Regions from separate parts of the Zea mays genome. Here regions 2 and 3 are each linked to region 1. The links are chromatin contacts, called in public Hi-C maps. All regions are on one chromosome and are shown on one strand. The core of a region is the stretch at or near the end of the contact, and the rest is flanking DNA. Distances in the headings are between cores, read along the strand shown.

What was found. Hi-C and Micro-C count contacts between places; a contact is called where the count stands out from the background.
Region 2: a Hi-C map of tassel shows a contact between it and region 1, with 4 times the contacts expected there. The contact joins the enhancer-like site here to the promoter of LOC100191915 in region 1. A contact is called at or near these places in 5 of 25 Hi-C or Micro-C datasets (ear, endosperm, leaf and 1 more).
Region 3: a Hi-C map of ear shows a contact between it and region 1, with 3 times the contacts expected there. The contact joins the promoter of LOC100281276 here to the promoter of LOC100191915 in region 1. A contact is called at or near these places in 6 of 25 Hi-C or Micro-C datasets (ear, leaf, leaf mesophyll and 1 more).

Annotation. Positions count from the first base shown.
Region 1 is chr2:170,819,411-170,823,559 of Zm-B73-REFERENCE-NAM-5.0, reverse strand. It overlaps LOC100191915, which reads right to left and starts at 2,387. Exons shown (of 5, transcript NM_001371775.1): 1 at 1,090-2,387; 2 at 923-999; 3 at 456-567; 4 at 229-345. The coding sequence starts at 2,262.
Region 2 is chr2:170,605,508-170,609,656 of Zm-B73-REFERENCE-NAM-5.0, reverse strand. LOC100384390 reads right to left here. Exons shown (of 36, transcript NM_001349059.1): 32 at 3,880-4,090; 33 at 3,738-3,792; 34 at 3,551-3,645; 35 at 3,398-3,458; 36 at 2,391-3,217. The coding sequence ends at 2,847. Among protein-coding and RNA genes, the nearest start is that of LOC109944040, 46 kb to the right of the region's middle. Within about 2 kb of position 1,921, at least 14 of the 20 cell types and tissues checked have an H3K27ac peak or open chromatin away from gene starts, as enhancers often do. A contact at or near this core is called in ear, endosperm and tassel, where this site is marked.
Region 3 is chr2:170,665,394-170,669,542 of Zm-B73-REFERENCE-NAM-5.0, reverse strand. It overlaps LOC100281276 (ATP-dependent protease Clp ATPase subunit), which reads left to right and starts at 2,300. Exons shown (of 4, transcript NM_001154195.2): 1 at 2,300-2,954; 2 at 3,204-3,356; 3 at 3,505-3,710. The coding sequence starts at 2,553.

The sequences.
Region 1 (4,149 bases), core at 1,138-3,637:
CTAGTGCTTTATCTCCTTTAGCCCCTTTTGCAGCCTGATGGGCTAGCTGTACCTTCTCTGGCCTGGGCCAGCGGCCGTAGGTCTTGCCTATGCAAGCATCCGCAACAAGTGAAAAAATCATAGAATCACTAGATTCTAAGAGCAAACCCATCCGCCCAAGAAAACGCAAAAATGACAATGAAAGCATAGAGAATAAGAACTATATGGAATATGTTTGTATTAAAACACCTGAATTTGGAACTCTTGTTCAATTGATCTACCAGCTTCAGCTTCCTCCTCTGCTGCCATCTTCCACCGTTTAATCTCCTCTTCAGCAGCTGTCACGTCCATCATCAGACCCTCAACCTGAAACAAGTGCATCAAAATGCAGTTACCAATTGATAATTGATCATAATCTTAAAGAGATATAAGTGGTGTACTTGAGACATCAAACAAGACATGAGGAAGAAAATTACGCTTTCATTTGCCACCTTCTCCTTCTCTTCAAGATTTTTTATTTGCTTTCTTAGCTGACCAATCTCCTTCTCTTGCCCTTCTAGCCTTGTTCTAAGTAAACCAGACTCCGCCCTTAAATCCAGCAAATCATATAGATGATCAGAAGCACGAAGCAATTTACGATGGTTCAAAATATCCACAACATGAAATAGCAACACACCAATTCCAAATGTTTTTCTTTTGCTGCAAAGAAGCTCAATACAAATGTCCTAGAAAACCATATGATCAGTTTACACAACCTAGATAAACACGCTTCCAAGTTCATTAAGTGATTATATGTTCAACAGGCAGAGAAAACAAGACCTTGAAACAGGGGATTTCTCTAACCCCTACAACTAGGTCTGATCTGAAGAAACTTGGTTATGCAAGATATGAACATCACATTTCACAAATCATAGAATCAAAACTCATCTGTCACAGTAAGTACCTTAGTGCTTCGACAAGATGTTGGAGCTCAATAATTTTGACCTGAGACTCCTTCATGGTATTCTCAAGAGCCCCTGCCTGTAATGTTGATTGCACAACAAACAACTCAGGCACTATACAGGTTCAGGAACTGTCAATTCCATGTATGGTAACATCAATTGAACTTACCAGGGTATAAACCTCGTCCTTCTCCACACTCCCTAGCATGTGCTCCTTTCGCTCGTTAAGTCCAATCTCAATGCCAGCTTCTCTCAGACCATCCTCTGCAACCTTTAACACCTCACTTGTGGTGGCCTGCAGTGCGTTCCGGAGCAGTACACTAATGTGCTCCTTCTCTTTAATCAGTCCATCCACCATGTTCTCCAAACGTCTAAGCTTGCTCTCCTTGTCATCGATACAAGCCCCAACCTTCTCCAGAGCTATTGCCGCAAGCTCATAGGCCAATTTCGTCCCTTCCAGAGACACCTTGAGGCTCTCCTCGACGTCAGTCTCCTTCCAGACAAAAACCGAGTCCGATAGGGCACTGACAGCTTCGGCATCGACCAGCTTGACCACCTCCCGCATCTCGTGATACAGCTTCGAGGTGCACCCGATCTGTTCCGCGAGCACGGGCCTCTGCGCGGCGAGCTTCCCCTCGAGAGAGGTGATTTTATCACGGAGCTCGGAGATCTCGGCTTCACGCTGGGAGAGGGACTTGGAGAGGGATTCGCCCTCGGCAGACCTGGATGCGAGCGATGCCTCAAGCTCAGAGACCTCGATGGCGATCTGGTAGTTGCGGTGTTCCATCTGCTCCCGCGCGCGATCGCGGTCGCGGTTAGCGGCGTCGATCTGGGCGAGGAGTTCGTCGACGATATCGTTGGCGCGCTTGAGAACGCCGTACGCGAGGGCCGGGAGGCCGGAGGAGTACTTCTGGGAGGTCGGGAGCGGTGCGGGGGGCGAGGAAGGGGAGGCCTTGGCGGAGATCCTCTCGAAGCCAGAGGAGAGCATGGAGGAGGCGGTGGCGGCCTCGGCCTGGAGCGCGGCGAGGGACCGCGCGGAGGCCGCGGCTTGGGCGGTGAGGTCGTCGCGCTTGCGGAGCGCTTCCTGCGCGAAGGCCTTGAAGCGGGCGACGCGGGGCTCGGCCTCTGCGAGGGAGGCCTCGGCTGCGCGGCGGAGGCGGCGCTCCTCCTCGAGCTCCGCGGCCAGGTCCAGCAGCCGCTGCTGCTGCGCCTGGGCATCGGACTGTGATTGGGGTTGAGCTTGTGGAAGGGATTTGTGGGAAGAGGCGGAAGAGGTGGAGGGGGGCGGGAGTGGGTCCTCGTCGACGTCGGAGAGGACAGCGTCGTCGTCGACGTCGGCCATGGCGTCGGAATTGGCCGGCTTTGGGCTTTGGCGGTGCTTCCGGTGATGGGGTGGGTGTCTGTCCTGTCGTCGCGTGGACGGGAGGGTACCGTATCCCTTGCTGCGTCGCCGGCTCCGCGAGCTTGGCACCACGGGGTGGGAACTGGGAAGCAAACGGGACCGAGCCGGCCCGGACCGGGCCCTTATAGATATATATATTTTTTTATTTTATCCGCGCACAAGATGCATGCGTTGATGTGGGTGGGAACTGTCCCCTTGTGATTGGGTGATTGGGTTGATTGGGTCGTATTGTGAGGCGTTGACTTTATCTAAATTTATGTTTAACTAGGTTAGTGCCCGTGCGTTGCAACGAGAACATATAATATCATGATAACTTATATATAAATGTGTTATATTGTTATGAGAAAAGATTTTATAATCTATTGGTGATCCTAGCTATACATATAAATTTTGTTATCTCTGGACCATTGATTAGAAAGAAAAAGGCTCCAGTCTCGTTTGCAACAGCACGAGCAATAAGAGTCTTTCCAGAACCAGGTGGCCCATATAGCAATATGCCCTTTGGTGGCTTCACACCAATAGATTTGAAAAGCTGAGGATGACGTAGTGGAAGCTCAACAAGCTCTCTGATTTGGGTCATTTGCTTTCTAACTCCACCAACATCATAATAACCAACTTCATCAAGACGCTCCTCATCCTCTCTCTTAATAGGCTCCCCATCACAAAATATTTCAGTATCTGGGGCAACGATACAATATTCATAAGGGTCAGTCTCTATCACTTTGAATTCCACGCTTCTCATTCCACCCATGACAAGGAAAAGGTCTCCTTTCCTCACGGGCCTGTATGCTTCTAGGAAGTATGTTGCACAGTTCCATAAGGGGTGTTATTATGACAAAACAGCTGCAAGGTCTACATGAAATGGCAGAAACAATATACAAGCATATTAATTAGGTAGTATAAATGGCAGACTCCTCCTTGATCAGAACTCAGTAAACCATTGACAACAAAAGAAAAGGGAGCTACTTCAGTTGAAGTAACATGAGAAATAAGCGCCATGGAGCCATGCTGATGCCCAAAAAAACCTAGATCAACTAAGAAATTCACAAGATCAGAAACTTACGTTTCAAGAAGGCATCAAATAGGTTCCCTGTAATGCCTTGAACTGTACCATCAATTGGAAGAATGTGCACACGCTTCCCATATTTCACATCCTGGCACTGGTGGACAAACAGTAGCCATAAAGAGACTTTAAAAAAGATAGGCCAACCCATATCCAATTGACCAGTCCCTTGAACACACTTGAGTTACAAGTACAGCCATCAAATCCAAATTATCACGATAGGGATCACAAAAAAGAATTTTGTATGCAGCACATCATCTTCATCTAGCAGAACAATGAAGACAAATTTGAATAATACTAAATAGTGTTGCTTCCCTGTTCTAACTATGAACAATGAGTTAATCATGCATTACTAAATAGTGTTGATTCTCTGTTCTAACTATGAACAATGAATTAATTCATACAAAAAAATGGTTGCATTTAAATATAGAACAAATGTATGAGGAGATTTGAACACAACAAACCAAGTGTCGGCGTTTCGAGACAGGGGGGTCCCTAAGCCGACGAGTGAGTGTGCTGCGTGCCCCAGCCCAGATGGGTCGAGCGCGTGGGCGAGCGCGGAGGGGGGAGAGGCGAGGCGGCCGGAGCCGAGCGTGAGAGAGGTGGAAGTCCCGCGGCCTTCGTGTTCGTCCCGCGCCCAGGTCGGGTGCGCTTGCAGTAGGGGGGTTACAAGCGTCCACGCGGGTGAGGGAAGCGAGCGGCCCCAAGAGAGCGCCTGTCCCGTCCTCGGTCCCGCGCGGCCAACCTTCTCTGAGAAGGCCCTG
Region 2 (4,149 bases), core at 672-3,171, 210 kb after region 1:
CCCGGGAAAAAGCAGAATATTTGATGGAAGAATAGGAGATCCCTTTGAACAACCTGTTCTAATAGGGAAGTCCTATATCTTAAAATTATTTCATCAAGTTGATGAGAAAATTCATTGTTTTGCATAGTCATGAGAGCACCAAGCTTTGTTCTTATATCTGTCCAAAGTAAAAGAGATGTACCCATCTCATAAATGCACTCTAAAAAGGTTGTTGGGCAATAGATATATTAGCTTATCACAAGATCATTGTTGTTGTCTACTTGTGTGGATTCCAAGCTATAAATATTCCCTGGTAGGTTTCATAATGTCAACCCACTGTAGATTCAACTTGTAGTTGACACACATTTTAGTCTTTCCATATTGAATGTGATAATATCTGAGATGCTTGAGCCCCTGGGCCAAATTTAAGTAGTTGCAATAGCTTTGTAGCTAGAAGAATTCTTCGGATGCACATAGATCAGACTTACTGACTTGTGATCCCATTTATGACGTCACACTTTCCTTAAGAGCTAGCATATTTAATGGTTACCCATTTTCAATAACAAACTCGAAGAAAGGTGCTTTTCGAATCTTCGACATAGAGCCTTCCTAATTGTGTTTCACATTTTGAGCTTGTTATAGAAAACAAACTAATCGTATGAGTGGCTATGTTTGGGGAGAAGGTCTCTTGCCAAAGTCCATGTTAACAAAAACCATTGTTTAAATCGACTTTCAAAACTCAAGCATATGGTAAGAGCTTTGAGGCAAACGAAGCTAGAAGACATCATTGAAGGAAATGTGTTTCAAGAACATGTGAAGCTGCCCTAAAAAAAGTAAATAGAATAAGGAGGTTAGAAAGAAGAGAAAGCATATACAAAATGCCTCTGTTGTAAAAAGATATAATTGTATCTCTCGTCTCGAAGACCCATTGTGTAGTATAAAGGACATTCTCGTAACTTCACGCAAAAATGTATACTGGTCTAACCCTATAAATAGGGAAACAATACCACTAGTAGATTTGGCATTTGTAATCTAGCGCATGTAGCAGCTTCTCCCGATAGAGCATACAAAGGTACATCGGTGGGGTTTGTATTTATACTAATGTGTATGATGTTGAATATTTTCACTGCCATGTATAAAAGGATGTGTGATATGCATGTATCTGCTAAGTAAAAAATCTTGCTTCGGGTAATAAGAAATAACTTTACACTTGGGCTCATCAACGACCCACCATGCTAACGCTTCGTTGTAAAGCTTCATTTATTTTTATGTGCTCCCAATGAACCATTCAAAGAGGAGAATGATATATAACTTTGACATTTTGCCCTATTAGGTTTCTTTCAAGAATCTCGATAGGTCCCCAACAATTAAATCACCCACACTCCTGAAACAAAAAAAACTGACGACATTTTTTAAAATTTTGTTGTCTTTTTCTCACTCTGCGGTAAAGATAGATTAACAAAGCTCATACGTCGACCACCAGTAATGCACAATTGCGGCAGCTAGTCAGCTAGAGATTAAATAATTAGCTATGCAACATCTTCACATGCATAGGCTAGGAATAAACGATAAACAATTGCGGCAGCAAATGAAAAGGCCAAGACAGGTCACCAGGTTGAATCCGGCACCGCTAACAGATCACAATTTTGAGATCCGAGTTGAGGAAGGGAGATGAAAACAAAAGGAAAAAATTTAGGTGATCATACTCAAACTAGTGACATGGCAAGTTCAACATATTTAGAAAAGTAATATATTGAGAACTCTTTGAGGAGATGCTTTTTTCTTCTTTTATTATTTAAAGACTTAGGTAGTACAATTATACATAACTAAGGTACTGTAAAGGACCTTAAGCCGCCACCATTATGCCTGCAAGAGCATGGCCCTCTCCCCGTGCCACATACACCCCAACACCTAGCTAGGAAAATAGGATATAGAGAATGGATGAGACAAAAGAGATAGGCCTCGTACCTAGATCTGGCCCCTTCTACCGGCTCTGGCACGGGTTTGGGTTGGAATCATTCCAAGCAAAGACAATCAGCTCATCGTGGGGTTCGAACCCCGGCATGGGTCTCAATCCACAGGAGGCGAGGTTTCAGACTCGATCCACATCGTTCCAAACCGGGTGTTCAATGGCTGAACCAACATGAGCTCACCATTACATTAGATGGCTGGAACTGTGTTCCATGAAAGGACATTGTTGATATTGTGTTTAGTCTCATATGTAGTGCAAACCAAACATAAAACTATATGTACCCATCGTCCAATACACACAACCAACGAAGAAATAATACAACAGTATCATGCGGCCTAACCAAAAAACCAATTGTGCAATAGCCTATCCCGCGTTGCCCCTAATACGATGCAAATGCAAATCTTGTACGAGCACCCAATGTCAGGACATTTACCACAACTAGGACTGTGACCACTCACTACTGCTTGTAGAATAAATAAACTAAATCAGGCCAACAAAACTCAAGTATCTGCAGCAATTGAGCTAAAACAGTTGTCTAAACCAAGGGTTTGGTTGTCCCGTACTCCAATGTACAGACCTAAAATTACATGCCAAGAATTAACGACAGGGTTCTAACAAAATTGATGTCCTATATCTATGGCGAAATGTCAAACAACATGCTTCTAACAAAACAGATGTCCTATACCTGTTGGCAAAATGGCAAACAACAGGCTTCTACCAAAATAGATGTCCACCCCTCACCGCACGTGCTGCTAGAACCACAAATTTTACAGCATTCTCACAGCAAGGGCATACTCGTGCAAGAACTACAACTGTGGTTCTAAACCAACTGCGGACCTAAATCAGGAACGTTACAACAGACCAACCAGTCCACACTACACGCTGCCACGCATGCTCAGTAGGTGTTCTGCGGGTTGAATCGCCTCCTGGCATCACGCTTATAGTACGGTGTGTCATCAATGGTCCTCCTCACGTACTCCATGAAAGGCTGGGGTGTACGAGGAGAGAACTGACCATTAGCCGGGGATGCAGGATCAGCCATGGCTGCGGGATCGGCTGCTGGTGCTCGTGCTGGTGTGGATGCTGTCATGCTCCCTGATGGTGCCTGTCTGATAGGTCTCTGCAGCAACTTAATGAAAAGTGCAACAGTGACTATTGTCACAATGATGCATGTGAGCATAACAGCAGTTGTGGTTAGGCCCCATGATGATGGTGACTCTGCCTCCTCTCCTGTATCGTAGCTGACTTCAACTTCTTCAGTTTGACCTGTGCATGGGTAATACGCAAATAGTAACTTCCACAGTATTGCAATTACCTCTGGGATATTAAACGAATTATATACTGCATATGATGAATGATTTGGATTTTGATGAACCAAACAAGAGATATTAACTGTAGGTGATCAGCTTACTACAAGTATTAAACAAAGCAGATTAAATAGCATACCAGTGGCAGGAAGAACGATAGTAACCTTGTCAGAGAACGATAGCCTTTTTAGCGCTTCAACCTACAAAAGTAAAGTCCCAGGTTGCCAGCATTAAATATTGATAAAAAAGAAATGAAACCAAAGAAAATGCTGCATTGTCAGTTGTGACTCACCCGGTAAACAACTCGACTAAGAACACCATTGTTCTCATTTGTGTCAACACGACTGACTCTGAGTAAATCTTTAGCATTCCAGAACAACTCAATATCTAGAACAGCATAAACAATAACTTGACTATCAGTTAAAGCACAAGCCTAATACAAGGGTCCAAGTTCACACAAACAATTATCTTTCTCATACCAGTATTTCCATCGATAGTAATGACACTATGATTGCAACTTGGAGTCAGATTTAACTGCATGAGTAGACACTTTGTAGTTAGAGTGAATAAAAAGGCTTCATGCAATGAGCAACGAGCAAGGGAGAGGGAGAAGGCACCTACTTTCCCAGGTTCTTTTATGTAAAACCCTTTGACAAAAAGAGCATGTGCAGATCCGGTCACCTTTGGGTCTTCCTTTAGATTTGCACGAACTAAAATGTGTAAAGTTCCTTCATTAGGGTCCAACTTCACGGGCAACAGTTGTGCAGGTGAATATGGATGAAACAGGCAGTAGGATTTCTTTGTGGCATGCTCAGTCCATGGCTCAACAAACCTAAAGGAAACAACAAAATGAGATTTCAACTTAATTATTCAGGAGTTAAGAGCATCTCC
Region 3 (4,149 bases), core at 1,051-3,550, 150 kb after region 1:
CAAGGTTGTGGCAAATGTACAGAAACATGGCCTTGCACATACGAAACATACATTAAGGCTAGATCACTGTAATCACGCTAAAATTGTATATATTGTGCTAACACTGAAATAAAGACACAAACATTGCTTACGGACATAAAAAATTTCATCACTGTAGAGGGTTAATCAACAAAGTAATCTGACATCAACTTTCTGTATCCTTCGAACTGATCATGTTGCAATGTTTGTCGGCTAATTACAAAACCACAATGTGCATCTTCTTCGACATCTTTCTCTTGAGCTAACTGAACAATTGGCGTAGCTATGACGAACTCCTAATGCATGAAATGTGATGCGCTCACCTGAGCAGGCCACATTGCCTATTGGTTACCATCGCAACCCTACAAAGTTGGAAACGTCAAGTTTCCATAGACACAATAACCAGGCGAGGAACATCAAGGGTTGAGGCATCAGTTCAAATTAACCTAACTAATGGCACATATAATATATACTTCACTAAAAGTTTTGATCCGACGCTAGGAAATGTGCAAACATTGCAAGGCGATAAAACGAGAAGCCCTGACCAAGAGGTGCATGAGTGTGATATCTTGGCCCAAGGCTTAATAGAATTAATAGAGTACTCATATCAACAAGGTGCATCTTTTTTTTCGGAAGGCTGTCTCGAAAGAACCTCCAGGTTAAGCGTGCTTGGCTTAGAGCAATTTTAGGATGGGTGACCGACCGAAAAGTTTTCTCAGGTGCGCATGAGTGAGGACAAAGTGCACACAAAAGACTTGTGTTGGTCTTTAGGGACAGTCTATGATCTTAGAGGGCTACCGGGAGTAAGTACCGATGGTCCGGGAGTGGACGGGGTGTTACAAATGGTATCGGAGCCAACCCTCGCGGTTTCACGAACGTGTGTGGGCTACGGGTTCGAGTATATGGCGCATGGAGCATGTGGGTCTGGAGTGGTCACATGGCATGTCATATGACGACACTAGACATACAGACGTGGCCAAGAGGAGATGTTCCTAGCTTGGGGTTGACCGACGTGGACATCAGTTTTCTAAGGGGGTGGATTATGATATCCTGACCCAAGGCTTAATAGAATTAATAGAGTACTCATATCAACAAGGTGCATCTTCTTTTTCGGAAGCCTGTTTCGAAAGAACCTTCAGGTTAAGCGTGTTTGGCTTGGAGCAATTTCAGGATGGGTGACCGACCAGGAAGTTTTCTTGGGTGCGCATGAGTGAGGACAAGGTGCACACAAAAGACTCGTGTTGGTCTATGGGGACAGTCTATGATCCTAGAGGACTGCGAGGAGTAAGTACCGTTGGTCCGGGAGTGGACGGGGTGTTATAGTGAGCTGCTCGACGCACAAATGATTTGTGGTGACCAAAGCACACATTGCACATGTCGACGCCAGGACTTAGTGGGGACGACAGTGTTAGGGGGTGGGCGAGGAGGGTGGGGCAGTTACGTGGGGAGGGAAGCTTACCACAACCAAATGAGGAATTGACGATAATAGATCAATGGAGGGGAGGAGCCAACAACTTTGGACCGGAGCTATCGCATAGAGCCCTTCGCTGTCGTCGACCATCGCACACTGGTAGGTGGGTTGGGTCCATTGGCAGAAGGCAACTGTTACTCCACTCCGACTTCTCCCCTTTGCGACTTCGCATCCGTACGCTGCTAGAGAAGACCACGGATACGCGTGCAATGAAGGCTACACCAGGATACGAAAATGCTCAATATCTATATCTGCATTCAGTAACTACTGGACACAACCTAAAGCACAACAACTAATAGACTGCATGAGTAAGATGTTCCACTTGAAAAAAATGTGTCCCAAATTATTTGGTGCCAGTTTTGACAACCTTTCGATATGTATGTACATGTAACATAGATTGATCAATACTACTTTCTAGGTCTACATGAATTAGTTGTTTTGTGTTTGTTCTAAGTCAGACTATTTAAGTTTTGACAACAATATATATAAATTTAAATTATTTTAAACTAAAAGAATTATATATTACTATGGCTAAAGTCATGATGAATTCAATGACTTTATTTTTATATTGTAAAATGTTATGATAATCGGTCAAAATTGATAGACAAAACCAAAACGACTAAATCACGTGTGGACGGAGGACTATTAGTTCAATTATTTCATTACGTAAACTATTTGCATTGTCAGGTGATTCAGTAACGGTTCACTTAAAGCTCTCCACGTGTCGTAATCGGAGCAGTTGGCTTTGCTAGTGCTGATTGATATGCCACGGCGTTTGCCATTGCCAATGCTTTTAGCTGGACTGAAGGAGGAAGAGGACGTCCGCCTTGCAGCAGCGACCAGTGGTCGGAGACGGCCACACCCGCCACCAATCCTCCTGCTGCAATACGTGCCATTTCTTTCTTCGCTTGTCTCCCGCGAAAAAATATCTACAGCGGCTGGACCTACATGTCACAGACTCTAATGCAGTGCGGGAGGCTACATATAATTAGCTGATGCAGAAAATAAGAGGAGATTGTTCATCGAGCTGTCTTGTCCCCCTCTTGGCCTCTTCTTTCCGGCGATGGGCGCCGGCGTCCTCCTCGGCGACGCCGCCGGCCTGGGGGCCCACCTCGCCGTACGCCGCCGGAGGACGCGCCTCTACCTTCGCAACTGGGCCTCCAAGCCCCTGCGCCCCTCGGTCTGGCTCGGCGTGGCCGCCTGTGTTTCACAGAATCGCGACCGCCGTGGCCACGTGACCAGGTTCTCCGCCTCCGCCTCGAGCGGCAGTGACGAGCCCGGGGAGCTGTCCGAGGATGAGGCGCAGAGGGAGTGGGAAGCGGAGCTGAATCGCCGACTGAAGGAGGCCGAGGAGATGGAGGAGTTGGAGCGCACCGCCGAGCAGCTGCAAAGCCAGGCCGCCGCCGAGGCCCCCGAGGAGTCGGAGGAGGAGAAGCGCGAGCGTGTCCGCCGCGAGCTCCAGAAGGTCCTACTCCTACCCTTAACCTTTAGTAACCAGAGCTCGCCTTCCTTCACACACTCACTAGTCATTCACTTCACACGCCAATTCTTCCTCACCAAACACAAATACCACTACTACACACTCCTCCTCCTTCAAGTTCCACATGTTCTCTACCATTTGTGACGCACATGCACCTGGTTCTAGTTTTAGCGCTGTTTGCAGGAGGGTGAGGGTAGAGTGAGACAAAATCATTTTGTTGCGCGAGCTTTGCAGGTAGCGAAGGAGCAAGCGGAGAGGAGGGAGACGGCGAAGCAAATGTTTGAGTTGGGTCAAAAGGCGTACGGGAAAGGAATGTATGGACGATCAATTGAATTCTTGGAGGCTGCGCTCACTATCATACGTCCCTCCTCTCTACTCGGTGGCGAGGTAGTATCTCTGCAGTTGAGATTTCAGTAGTTTTCATGCCAAATAATGTCTTTTGAGTGAGTTGAATTCTGTAGGTATCTTTGTGATGTAGTCTATGGCTAAAATCCTGTAGACATCTTTGTGATATATAGCGTGTATCTTCTTCTAGATCCAAATTTGGCTTGCAATGGCATATGAAGCCAATAGGAGGCACAAGGATTGCATTGCATTGTACAAAGAGTTGGAGAGTAGCCACCCCATGATCAACATCAGGCGCCAGGCAGCTGAGCTTAGATACATTTTAGAGGCACCCAAGTTGAAGATATCAAATGACGAGGTGGTCACAATACCACAAATTGGGAGCAGCTGGGATTGGTTAGTTATCTATTCGAGACTCTGCTAATTCCCTTCCCTGTCTCTATGCCATTTGGCTCTGGAATTTACTTTCTGTGCGCGTGAGCATAAATTAGTTGGTGCCTTATGCCATATGGCTCTGGAATTTATTTTCTGTATATTTTTGCCTGTATGGCGCTTGTGATCTGCTTGAAATCTCACTCGTATGGTGTTTATTCCTATATCATTCTCTTTTTGACTGAAGCTGAATGGTGAACCCTTCAGCTTGTAAAAATCTCTAGTTTTTTCATTGTTTCTTTACACATCTTTCCATAGAGAAGATACAACTACCTGATTATCTTTGTTGACATCACCCTTTAGCAACTATATATAAATCCTAGAACCTATGACCTGTTCTTACCCCCTGATTTAGCTACTGTGCATAATTCTTTAGCTGTCATACATCATTCTTTAGCTACTA